4 separate regions of the Mus musculus genome follow, and all the other regions are linked to region 2. A link is a contact called in public promoter capture Hi-C data. All regions are on one chromosome and are shown on one strand. The core of a region is the stretch at or near the end of the contact, and the rest is flanking DNA. Distances in the headings are between cores, read along the strand shown.

Region 1 (3,027 bases), core at 210-2,709, 2.8 Mb after region 2:
CCATCGGCTGCTTCTCTCTCCCTTCCTCTTCTCTCTCCCTTCCTCTTCTCTCCTCTCCCTTCTTCTCCTGAGTGAGTGCTGGGATTAAAGTCATGTGCTATCACCACCTGGTCCGCTGCTTTTCTCTGACATTTTATTATTACTTTATTTTTCTGTGACCTAGGATGGCCTGAAACATACTATGTAGCTCAAGGTAGCCTTAAACTCAGGTAGGAATTATAGGCACAGTTATGTGCCTATATACCAAGTTGCTATTTTAAAATCCCATGTGGCAATGTAGGGTGGAAATGTTTCTAAACTTAATGTTTAGATTTAACATACAAAATGTTTTTTGACATCTTCTTGAAAAGGGGAACTGAAATTTCTTTAAAAATGACCTTCCTGAATTGCAAGCTGGTTATACTTTTTTTTTTTTTTTTTTTTAAAGAAGTGTCTACTTATTTTAAAGTAGGTAATCAGGAAAGAGATTGAAGTTGTTACTTCCTTTGAAATGGTGTGGGCAGACTTTGAAGACATGGCTTAAATGGCTCAAATTTCAATGATCTGTGAATTGAAAAAGCATTCCGTTCGTTCAGAAGTAGATGTGCTTTGAAAGAGGGGGAACGTGTGTTCTCACTAGTTATACACATTATATGTACTAAATAGCTGTTTTACGTTTTACGTGTAACTTGGTTTTGCTCATACTAGAGGAAAGGGTTTTGGTGCAAACAAAACATTTTCTGGCTGTGAAATTTCGGAGATCTCTCGCGTACCTGGGAAAACATTAATCCTTTCCAATCAGGCTCCCCCAGCCCCGCCCCGCGGAAGGATGAATAAATAAACTTATAAAATACTGGCATTGTAATGGCCATTAAATAGCTATGCAATGAAAGTTTCTTTTAGTATTTGATTGTTGGGTAGAAAAGCACTCAGATTAAAACCGTGTGAAAGTGAAGATGGACTTCAGTCCTGGGCAGTCTCATCTACTTCATTTCTTTCCCAACCACACCTATCCGTCCAGTGCAGGTCTCGGAGGTCAGGGTCTGGCGGACAGGCTACCGTCGCTGCTCTCAGGTCCGGAAAGACCACTGTCCACCCCTGCCCCGTGGACGTCGCGCGGGTCCCCTGCCGTGCTGCCAGCAGTGTCGCCCGCCAGTAGTAACTCTGCTCTGCTTCAAAAGTTCCCTGGGGTCCCCAGGCTTTTCTAGCCAGCACCGTTCAGGGCCCTAAGCCTGAGTCCCGGGAGCCGGAAGGCCCGCGGGCTTGTAGGAGGGCGAGTCGCGAAGCGGGAAGCACAAGGCGCGCGTTCCCGCGAACGCAGGCGCGACGCTGGGCGGGGGGCGCGCACGCGCGCGGAGGCATGGGCGGGGGTGGTGGTGTCGGGGCGGGGCAAAGAGGCGAAGGCGGGAAGAGGGCGCCCTGGAGTCCAGCCGAGCCCCGGGAGGGCGTCGACGCCGAGGGGGCGGGGCCAGGCGAGGCGGGAACGCGCTCGCGGGCCGGGAGGGCGGGGGCGCGGCGCTGGCGAGAGCGTGCCCGGTCCCCGCCCCTGTTTCCCACTCTTCCTTCCACCTCTGACCGGCCGGAGCTGCGGAGCGGCTCCGCTCGCTGGTTTCCCGGAGCCGCCGCCCGCTTTCTCCGCCCGCGGTGAGCCCGTCAATCCCCGCACAACGCGCTCCTCCATCTGGGCCATGGATGGGTAAGTGCCGGGTGGCCGTTCCGGGGCTGCGCTGGCCTCGTTTCCTCTCGGCGACGCGTCCCGCCGAGGCCGGGGAGCAGGGCGCGACGCCGGCTAGCGGAGGAGCGGCCCGGGGCTAAGCCCGACGGCAGGGACCTTGGGAGCGCGGGGGTCTGTCCGCCGCGGTCTCCGCTTCCTGCGCGCGGCGCCCCCGTCACGTCCGCCCCTCGCAGCCTCGGGGCGCCTTCGGGAAGCAGAGACGAGCCAGGGCCGGGGTGCCGGGCCGGACTCCCCACACTTCCTCTCAGAAAATGGTGCGCGGCGCTGGCGGGGGCGGAGGCTGAGGCGGCCGCGGCGCTCGGGGAGTTGCTGTTTACCGGTGGGGTGGGGCGCGCGGCGGAGCTTTCCCCCGGCGGCGGGCCCGGGCGAGCGGCGACAGCCGTCTGGGCGGCGACCGGGTCTCGAACTGCGGGCCCGTGCGGGTCTCGGAACCGGCGGGGTCTCCCGATTTGGGCTGTGAGATACGTTAACCACTTCTAAATACCGAGCGTCTGCACTTTATCACCAGGGACGCTTCCTCTTCGTTCCCCACCCCCAAGAAACTTCGTGAATTCGCCTCGGGCGATGTCAGATATTGTGTAAGTGTAGATTTCCGGGCGCTTTCAACTGCTCGGTTTAAATGGGGTCTGTGACTAAAAGGGGGAAAAAAAAAAGAAAAAAGAAAAAAAAAAAAAGATTTACAGTCACCTTTTCCGAGCTCGTAATTTCTCTGGGAACTCTGGAACATGGGGCAGGACCTGATGTATTTTAATAAAAAGCGTGAATTGAGGGTCATATAGTCAAGATTAAAAAAAACCACCAACAACTCCAAGTCAATTAGAAATTCCACCTTTTATTTATTTAAACCTTTGCCGTTTGAGTTGTTCCTTAACCCCCTCCCCCGCCGACTTTTGTTGACAAGGATTCTATAAACTGCGGAATGGTGGAGCATATAACTTGTTTGAAAAGTAAAATACATTTAGTAACTTGCCGCGTAGTTGATCATACGTGTTTAAGTGAGGACACTAGAATTTTACAATTTTTGCCCTCGTTAGGTTTCGTTTATCTTAATTTCACAATATTGTGATATATGGTTTATCTCATTTGAATGCAGATTGCACACTGCTGCAGATATCAAAGTGCAATTTTAGATTTTGATTTATGGTTGTGATGCTCTTTAAAGTATTTTTATTTAATGGGAGCTACTTTGCGAGCGAACGCTTCACCTTGAGCATTGGCTTCTCATTACCCGACTCTGATTCATTTTACGTGTGAAATAACTTTCAGTGATTTATGCCATAAGTGCCATTATATCAGTTCAGGAAGGGCTATGA
Region 2 (3,186 bases), core at 34-2,533:
ATCTAATAAAAAATTAATGAGAATCCACTGTGGGCAAGAAGACTTACAAGTTAGTAGTTCAAAAACTGTAATAAAAAGCCCCACAGGGGAAGTGCCAAGAGGTACAAAGTTCTCTGGGAGAGAGCTTCCAATCTCTTTAGTATCATCAGAAGAGACTAAAACATTCCGGAAAGGGACACTTACAGGATCAACCTGACTGGGAAGAAAACCAGAAAGAACTCCAATGAGAACTGTGGAAATGGACACTGGGACACACTATCTGCTTAGCCACAGCGTGGCTAAGCAAGATCGTTCAAAAAAAAAAAAAAAAAAACCCAAAAACAAAAACAAAACAGGCTAACCAAAGAAATATAGAAGAAAGACATGCAACAGAGTGGGCGAAAACTGGAGGCAGAAAAGTCAGCGACAACCAATGTTGACTTAAAACCTTGGCAACAAAACTCAGCTCAGCAAAACTGGATTGAGGACTTTCTACCTTCAAAGTCTCGTCCATCATCCACCCTCCCGAATATCCCAGCTCTTCTGGACCTCTCTTATCTGGACTTTAGAAACAGGGTCCTTTCCCAAGTCCTATGCCACACAGTCTAGTTAAGGGCCAGGCTTCCTCACTCATCAGCTCTCTAAACCCTGATACAAAGGACCAGGTCTGCTCTTCACTCTGTGTGACCTCGGACTAGTCACCCAAGTGGCTAGTTCTTCTGTCTTCTTGCCTGCAGATCAGTTTATTACGAAGAGACCCGGATCAGACTCGATGATTTCAGAGATTTAAAACCTTGAAAAAGCGCATATGGAGACACTGGACACGCGGTCCTTTGCGTAGATGGGGAAACTGAGGCACCGAGCACCCTGCCCTAAGGTCATAACAGCAATGTCGCTGTAAGATCCCTGCCACTGTTCGGCTCAGATCCCATGACTTCTAGTCCGGGGCTCTTTCTCCTTCCGCCCAGCTTAAGGGAGCTGCGGGGGGTCCAGGGTTCGGGAGGGAAAAGGACAGCGAACACGCCGGGTTTGGGAAAAGGAGGGGAGTGACCTTACCTTCACAGGGTAAGCCCCGCCGCCTTAGTCTTCCTCTCAGAACTGGATCCCCTAGTCCGGTACGGACTTCTACCAAGCCCCCGCCACTACTGCCCGGCTCGACGTGTCCCACGACCGCAGTAAAGGCCGCGGATTCCCGCCCTGGACCCGCCCCCTGGGTGATCCCACCAATCACCGCTCAGAACCTAGGAACTCCACCTCCTCGGAGGGCTGGTGAGGCCTTGCGTCACTGGGAGCTCACCTCCTCATTTGCCTTTGCTCCACCTCCTCCACCGCTGGGTCTCCTCTGGGCCTCACTACCCTGAGAGAGTTTGTCCTGCCGGAAAGCAGCTCGCCGCCACGGCGTTTTACGTTACCGGCGGTGACAGGCCCTGGGAACATCCAACTTCCTCCTCCCTTCAGCTGGGCGAAAGCCGACGTGATGTTCGGTGCCGGAGACGAGGATGACACCGACTTCCTCTCGCCAAGCGGCGGGTGAGTGATTGAGGAACGGGACCCGAGCGCTGGGCTGAGAGACTGGCGCGGTGGCTGCAGGGGTCGGGCTCTTCTCAGGCCGCTTCCCAACTTCCGGGTCTAGACAGACCCTCGGCGCGTTCCACCGCTCAGCCTTCGCATTCTGAGTAGCGGTGTCACCTCGGCCCGTCTGGGTTCAGGAACTGGAACCTCCCTTGACACCCTTTTGCTTTGTGAATCACACTTTCTCCAGTGAAATGGAGAGGATTGCTGGGGAGACTGCTTGCCTCGGAGTTTATATAGGAGTCAGCTCCTATAATAAATATACGAGCTGTAAACTCAAGAGACTTTCTCTTCCCCGAGAACAGGATGGTGACACTTTGAACCAGGACCTGGTGGGCCATCTCTGGCATCCTTCAAAGCCTACTTCAGAGGTTACCTTTTTGGTGATTCTTTGCTTTCACAGTCCCGGGAGGAATAGTCTGCTTCATCTTCCATATTTCCACAAGCCTTAGCACATGGAACCTACTGAAATCTAAGCCCTGACTGAACTGCTTATGGTTGCTCATTTCTGTCTAGGTCTCAGAACAGTAACTCCTGGTGCACATTGATTGCTCACGAAGTGCCTGCGAAATTATGCTTTTTAAGCCCTAAGGTGTAACGCCAATGGGAAAGACTATTCGTTTTCTTCTGCTTTCAAACATCATATATGCCATCTTGGGAGAGAAGTCTTTAACGGCAGGCTAGATCCACCCCACCCCCCCCCTTTAATAATTAGCTCAGTGTTTTCCCTTGCGTTGTCCTAGTGGACCTCATGTCTCCCTTCAGACTTGTTAACTGCAAAGCTCACATCTTTGCACAGCCCTTCTTTGAACGCCTGCTTTACAAGTTTTGTGCATAGTGATGAACCTACTTAAGAATGACTGACACATCATCCTACCAATAATGATTAGTCTCCTAGAATACTGGGCAGTCAATACAGGAGTGACCATAAGATGACTGGCTTTCTTTTGATTGTGTGTGTGTGTGTGAGAGAGAGATGTATGCATGTATGCATGTTGTGAACATCTTTGTTGAGGACAGAGGTTCAGTATCAGGGGTCCTTCTCTGTACACTTCCACTTTAGTTTTTGAGACAAGTTTTCTCACTGAACCTGAGTTTTCCATTTTGACTAGACTGGTTGTCCAGCAAGCTCCCAGTATCCATCCATCACCACACTTGTCTTTTTTTTTTTTTTTTTTTTTTTTTTTTTTTTTTGTGGTTGCTGGGGATCTGAACTCAATACAATAAGCACTTTACCCAGCCCCTCTTATTTGGTCTTCAGTACTTAAGATCTTTTGACACCCAGTGAGTGGCTCTGCATTTCTCTCTGACCAGCACATTCTCCCGGGACCCCTGGGAATGCCTGCACCCACTTAGCCCCACTTTGAATTCATTTAGTTGCTCCATTACTTTTGAGTTGACTGGGCATTGTATCCTTTCTTTCCTATGTTATCCAAAACATTTACAGCCTCTGCTGCTGTTGGCTGGACATTCAGCTACAGCCTGTTTTATGTATGCCTGTGTATGGGGCCTTTTGAATATCTTCAAGGTTTGTTTATTTATTTGTGACATGGTTTCACTATGAAACCCTGGCTGGAATTCTTTATATAGACCAAGCTGACCTTGAACTCACAGGATTCTGCCTGTCTTCCCCCT
Region 3 (2,833 bases), core at 174-2,673, 2.7 Mb after region 2:
TTATGAATGCTTAATGTACTTCATTTATTATTTGATCATTTATGAACACATAGCAACTGTTCACGAAGTAAGCCAGCTAATCAAATAAGAAAAAACAGAGCTACTACCTTCCACCTTTCAAAACACTATATCTAACGTACAACAACCCTACCCTTGGTTTGTACGCATGTAAGGAATAAATGTATCATGTAAAATAAGGAAATACCGCTGGGAAAAATCACTTCTAACATCACGTTCTCTTCATATGCTATGAAAAAAAAAAAAATCTCCTATCTTAAAACGGAAAACAAAGGTTTTAGCCTGCATGGAAAGACTATCATTGTTTTACTCTCTAATGCAAGCCCTACCATAAAAGCTGTCACTACATGACACTCCAATTAACTGTTTAGTAGGTAGACTACTCTATCGGTGATAATCCTAAGGACCACAAGAAAAAACTTTACTCCACAACTTCAAAACAATTTCTTTAAAAATATTAAAAAAAAAAAAAATCAGCCATGTTCGATTTTCTCCATTTAAGTCACTGCCTGACCTTTAACATTTTAAATTAAAGTCAGCCGTAAGAAAACCACAAACATTTTTTGTTTGTCTGTTTGTTTGTTTGTTTGTTTCATCTGATGTGTTTGTTGCTGGTCAGCTCAACCTCCTCTCTCCAGGACACTAGGTTTCTTGATCTATTTGATAACAAACCCAAATCACTGTGCGCAGCCTCAGATTGGGGGGAGCTTTTGGGAGAAAGCCCTCCTCCGTTAGAAACAATAAATAAGGGAGCAAAGCGCCGCACGTTCCTTTACACGCCCCACACGCACCTCCCGGTACCTCCGGACAACCAAGCTAGTCCGGCAGAGCCCCGAGGTGTCTCAGACTCTGCAACTAGCTAGGCAGACCGTTCCTCCTCCGTCCCGCCCTCCTGCCCAGCTCGGGGGACGCCGGCGCACCGACAGTCCCCGCCAAGACGCCGCCGGCCGCGAACCGGTGCGCGCCCCGCTCTGCGCCCGCAGACCCCTCCGCCCCTAGCGCCCTCCCGCCTCGCTGGCCCGGAGCAGACAAAAGGAAGGTTCTGAGGGTCACGGCGCGGCCGCCCACACACAAAGAGGCCCCGCGCCCGCGTGCTCCCCAGCCCCGCGCGGGCTCTCACCCACCTGCAGGTGTCTGTGCGTCTGTCCATAGGAACGCGGGCGGTGGGGCCTGCGGGAGCCCGGCGGCCCGAGCTGGACGGGGAGGGACGGCGGGACGGAGGGCGGCAGCACCACAGCCGGAGGCCCCGGGGCCGGAGTCGGTGAACCGGGAAGGGCGCCCCACGGGCTGCGCGGCGGGTGACGGCGGTGGTGCGATGAGAGGGGGGGGCGCAGGCGCCAGCCTGGCTCGGCCACCGGCGCGCGCCGCTCCGTGCGCCCCGGGCTCCGCGCGCCCGGCTTGGAGCGCGGGGGCGGGGCCGCGCGGGGCGGGGCCGGAGAGGGGCGGGGCGGGGGCTCGGACCCCAGCTTCAGCCGGCACCGGAAGCGCTCCTCAGGCGGCGGGACCTACAGGAAGTGTGTAGCGACGCCCGCGGAAGGCGCTCGACCCGCGGCGCTCGCTGCCCTGAGGGGGCGCGGGCCAAGCTCCTGTCAGCGACGCGAGCAGCCCGGAGCCGGCCGAGCTCGGCCCCCGTCGCTCCGACAGGTACAGAACCCACGCACGGTCTGTGCCACTTTCCACGCGTGTCCGCTGTCCTGGCCTCCGCGCACTTCAGCCTAAACACTTGAAGTAAGCAGAGCTTGATCGCGTTAGAGGTGTGTGACACCTCAGACAGAGTTGTGCCGGGTGGCCTGGGACCCGCAGTGTACTTACTCCATAGTGTCCTAATGTCCCACCGCATCGCATCCACACACACATCTAATAAACTGGAGTTCCCAGGGAAAAAAATAAAGAATAGTGCAAGGTGTTAAAGATTCTACACGCCTTAATAATTTATTTATTGCCTACCCATCAAACTTAATACCCTCATGACCTTAGGAAACTCTTTAATATGTCTTTTTTAGCAGTGGCTAAAAAAGTGGTTAAGAGCACTGGCTGCTCTTCCAGAACACCAAGTTGATTCCCGGCAGTATCTCACAACAGTCTGGAGTTCAGTCCCCGCGGTACGACAGAGCGGTGCAGACGTACATGCTGGCAAAACGACCACTAATAATAATAGTAGTAGTAATAGTAAAAAGAAGGAAGAAATGTATTGTCAGCTGACCTCTAGCTTCCACTGATTCAAAAGCTACAAATCTCATCAGTACCTGAAACTTGTAAATTTGGCCCACTTTGCTGTAATCCACCAACCTGCAGGCCTTGCCATTTGGTAATTGCCTTGATTTTATGACTTCCTTTTTTCTGTAAATAATAATAATAATAATAATAAAAGCTAATGTAACTACTTCCACAGTGGAGCATGTCTTCCAGGGTAATCTGAATCCATGTTGCTGGCCATCATTTGTATTTGGCTCAAGAGTAGACTCACTGAGCTCAGAGCTGTACTTTGGCATCTACACATTCATCCCACCCCAGGAGTGGGGCCGTTGTAACAGCTAAAACTCTCAGAGGTGCTCTGATACACAAGGCACTAAAAGCTACCTACACAGCATGGCACCACTGAGACAAGGCTGTGTGTTTAAAAACCCCTTTCATAGCACCTCCCAGATATGTCTGTGCCAAGCACTTAGTAAGTTGTTAATTCAGTTAGTCCTAGGAACGCTACAAAACTGGTGCTACTAACATTACTATTCTATAGAAAATTTGATACAAAATGTAATTTTTTTTATGTGTGTGGGGGTTGTTCTGCTTGCATGGATATCTCTGTGCCAGAGAT
Region 4 (2,829 bases), core at 146-2,645, 2.9 Mb after region 2:
GTTTTTTGTTTGTTATTTTGAGACAGGCTCTCCCTACGTAGTTCTGGCTATCCTGGAACTTGTAGTGTAGATCAAGGTGCTTGGAACTCACATCCTTCTGCTTCTGCCTCCTGACTGCTGGGCTTAAAGGCATGCACTGCCATTGTGGTCTCAGGATTTCTTTCTATTCAGGTAAAGGACCCCAGACAGACAGACAGACAGACAGCTCTGATTGATAATATTGTCATCGGGGTTATTTAAGTTAACGTATACTCTTATAAAGCCACAAACAAACCTAGTCAGTAGGACATTCATAAAAGTACACTTTTGAATTGAATAATCCACGGAAAGTGGGTTAGATAGCATTTACTCCCATGCATGCTGAAAGAGACACCCAGTAATTTTCCTTCCCATGTCCAAGTCTTGGATAGTTGTTTTTTCATGCATCATGTTTTTTTTTAAAGTATATATACATATTTATTTTGCAGAAGGGCATGAGAAGTAGAGATAAAGGTTGTTTTAAAAATGTCTTGAACAGTGGATTTGTGCAATGACCTGTGAGGGTTCCTGGAGACTGGTTTTGCCCAAACACCTAGAGACATGTTCACACTTTCATGGTGCTCTACTACTTCCCAAAGCAGGCTTCTTTCTTTGTTGGACAGAAATAATCTTCAAGAAAACTTGTTACAAGAGACTAGGAAGTTTATTTTAACGGTTTCTTCCTAAGGCAGCCCAAGTTCAGCCCTTATATGGGTGTATTTGCCTGCCTTAGAGGTAGGGCTAGTTCACCGGTGAGAAAGCAAATGAGGGTACCTGCTGAAGTGGGGAGTGCCCCCTGCACTTGGGCGGGCCCCACAGACAAAACTGATCTTCCTTCCTCAGCCTCCCTCAACCCCAATTCCTAACTCACGTTAACCCTCTGCTCCCCAGTCTCCCACCACAGTCCACCCAAAGCATAGATCTAAGCGACATTCACAGTTTCTCCTTGATCTAATATTGTCCTTTCTCTAATATTGCACTAATCTTAAGACGTGGTGGACTCTGTCCCTGAACACTCCATTTCTGATTCTCTCCAAAATTCAGAGGATCACCTGCCCCTTCCCGGATCCCCTCACGCCCTGATGCTGACCCTACTCTCAGAGCAGAGTTCTTTAACTCTGCCATATATTTCTCTAACCTTTTGTCCCCACCTTAAAACGGTCCCTCGGTTTCTAGAATACACGGTTGTCCTGTCTTCCATGTCTTTCTCACCACGTGTCTCTCCCCGTTCGATTCCTAACGTGCCAAGGAGGGCGTCGTCCAGCAAGTAGCTGGAACTTTTGTTTTGTCACCTGTTCCAGCATGTGCACCCCGGGTGAACTGGCCCATGACTAGTTTCCTCTCCTTTCTTTCCCTCCGCGCGGGCGGCCACCACCTCCCAACTCTCTGACCCGTCCAGTCAGAGACCCTTTCCTGTGGCTACTGCACTTCTCTGGTCTCCACAAGTCACACTTGCACTGCGATGTTTCCCCCCTAGCACAGTCCGCTTTCTCCCCGTGGCTCAGCTCGCGCGCAGCCGGTGCACCAGGCGCACCTAGATCCGGGGACCTGGGACCCTGCTCCCCGCCGGGACCGGCGCAACCCGGCGCCGGAAGCCTCTGCGCCGCCCCTTCCTCGCGCCTCTGGCCTTATCTCCTTGCACAGGGGCCTCCGGGGAGTGGCGGGCGCCGGGAGGGAGCCAGCGGCATGGGCCGGGGTCCCCGGGGCACGCGCCGCTCTCCAGGATGCGGGTTGCAGCGGCTGCTGCGGCTCGTGCTGCTGCTCAGCCTAGCCCGCGGCGTCAGCGGAGAGCCTGGCACGGAAGGTGAGTGCAGGGTACTCGGCGCGCAGGACGCTTCGCGCTCCGGATCTGGAGGCGCAGAGTCGGGGCGTGGAAGGATCATGGAGGCGGAGCGGCGAGAAGCACGCCAGACTGCCCGCCCCGGGGACTGTGGGGTGTGTAGTGGAGGCGGCCCTGCTCCAACTCGCGTCTCCCGGAGTGGGTGGGGGTGGGGTGGGGACTGGACTCGGGTGGGGGTTTGGGGGACCGGTGCGCCGCGTGGAGGATGTGGGAGGGCGAGCCGCTGGTTCTACAGCTTCCAGTCTCCCTGGCTTTTGCAGGACAAATTCCTGACCTGTAGTGGCTCTCCCACCACCACCTGTCCCTTTCCTTATTTTTCACTTCCACGAAGAACTAAATGTTAAGAATGTAAAGAAGAATAAGGAAGTTTATAGGAAGAGTTTATCCTTTAGTTCATTCATCCATTCGTTTATTTAGTCTGTTTATCCATGCATTTGTGTATCCATCCATCCATCCATCCATCCATCCATCCATCCATCCATCCATCCATCCGTAGAAAGTCCTTTAATATCTTCCCTGGGTCAGATGTAACCGTGCAATGTTGGCGTTCTAGTGGTTCATAGTCCCAAGGAGAGAGGCAGGCAAATAGTCTGTGTTTTAGACAAATTGGGACCAGTGAGCGTGGTGGGATTTACCTGACACGGAGGATTCAAACAGGAAAATGAGGCGAAGTCTGCCCACATAATAGCAGAACGTGTCAAGTGCTCTGAGAAGGTGTACTGGTCAGAGGAGAGGACAACTGTGTTTTACTGGGCAGCCATTATGCATGAGACAAGCTGAGCGGTTCCTTGGATTTCGGAAAAGGGGAGGGGTGCCCCATTCCATAGTAAGAGGTCTTTAGAAATGTGTGTAAAAAGGAATCCAATGTGTGAGATAGGTAGAAAGATTGCCTGCCGTGAGTTCCAGGCCAGTCTGAGCTACATAGTGAGTTCCAGAGTAGTTTAATCTACAGTGTGAAACACTGTGATCAA

The links. Promoter capture Hi-C pulls out the DNA fragments that hold promoters and counts their contacts.
Region 1: a contact with region 2 is called in a promoter capture Hi-C map of hippocampal neurons, with 4 times the contacts expected there. The contact joins the promoter of Ptbp3 here to the promoter of Fkbp15 in region 2.
Region 3: a contact with region 2 is called in a promoter capture Hi-C map of hippocampal neurons, with 3 times the contacts expected there. The contact joins the promoter of E130308A19Rik here to the promoter of Fkbp15 in region 2. A contact is called at or near these places in 4 of 39 promoter capture datasets (cranial neural crest, embryonic stem cells, hippocampal neurons and 1 more).
Region 4: a contact with region 2 is called in a promoter capture Hi-C map of liver, with 5 times the contacts expected there. The contact joins the promoter of Susd1 here to the promoter of Fkbp15 in region 2. A contact is called at or near these places in 2 of 39 promoter capture datasets (hippocampal neurons and liver).

The regions. Positions count from the first base shown.
Region 1 is chr4:59,547,796-59,550,822 of GRCm38.p6, reverse strand. Ptbp3 (polypyrimidine tract binding protein 3) reads left to right here and starts at 1,459. Exons shown (of 14, transcript NM_178164.3): 1 at 1,459-1,675.
Region 2 is chr4:62,358,693-62,361,878 of GRCm38.p6, reverse strand. Fkbp15 (FK506 binding protein 15) reads left to right here and starts at 1,283. Exons shown (of 28, transcript NM_001045528.2): 1 at 1,283-1,509. The coding sequence starts at 1,457. Slc31a1 (solute carrier family 31, member 1) reads right to left here and starts at 1,178. Exons shown (of 5, transcript NM_175090.4): 1 at 1,036-1,178.
Region 3 is chr4:59,624,801-59,627,633 of GRCm38.p6, reverse strand. It overlaps E130308A19Rik (RIKEN cDNA E130308A19 gene), which reads right to left and starts at 1,423. Exons shown (of 4, transcript NM_001015681.2): 1 at 1,143-1,423.
Region 4 is chr4:59,437,199-59,440,027 of GRCm38.p6, reverse strand. It overlaps Susd1 (sushi domain containing 1), which reads left to right and starts at 1,395. Exons shown (of 17, transcript NM_001163288.2): 1 at 1,395-1,822. The coding sequence starts at 1,705.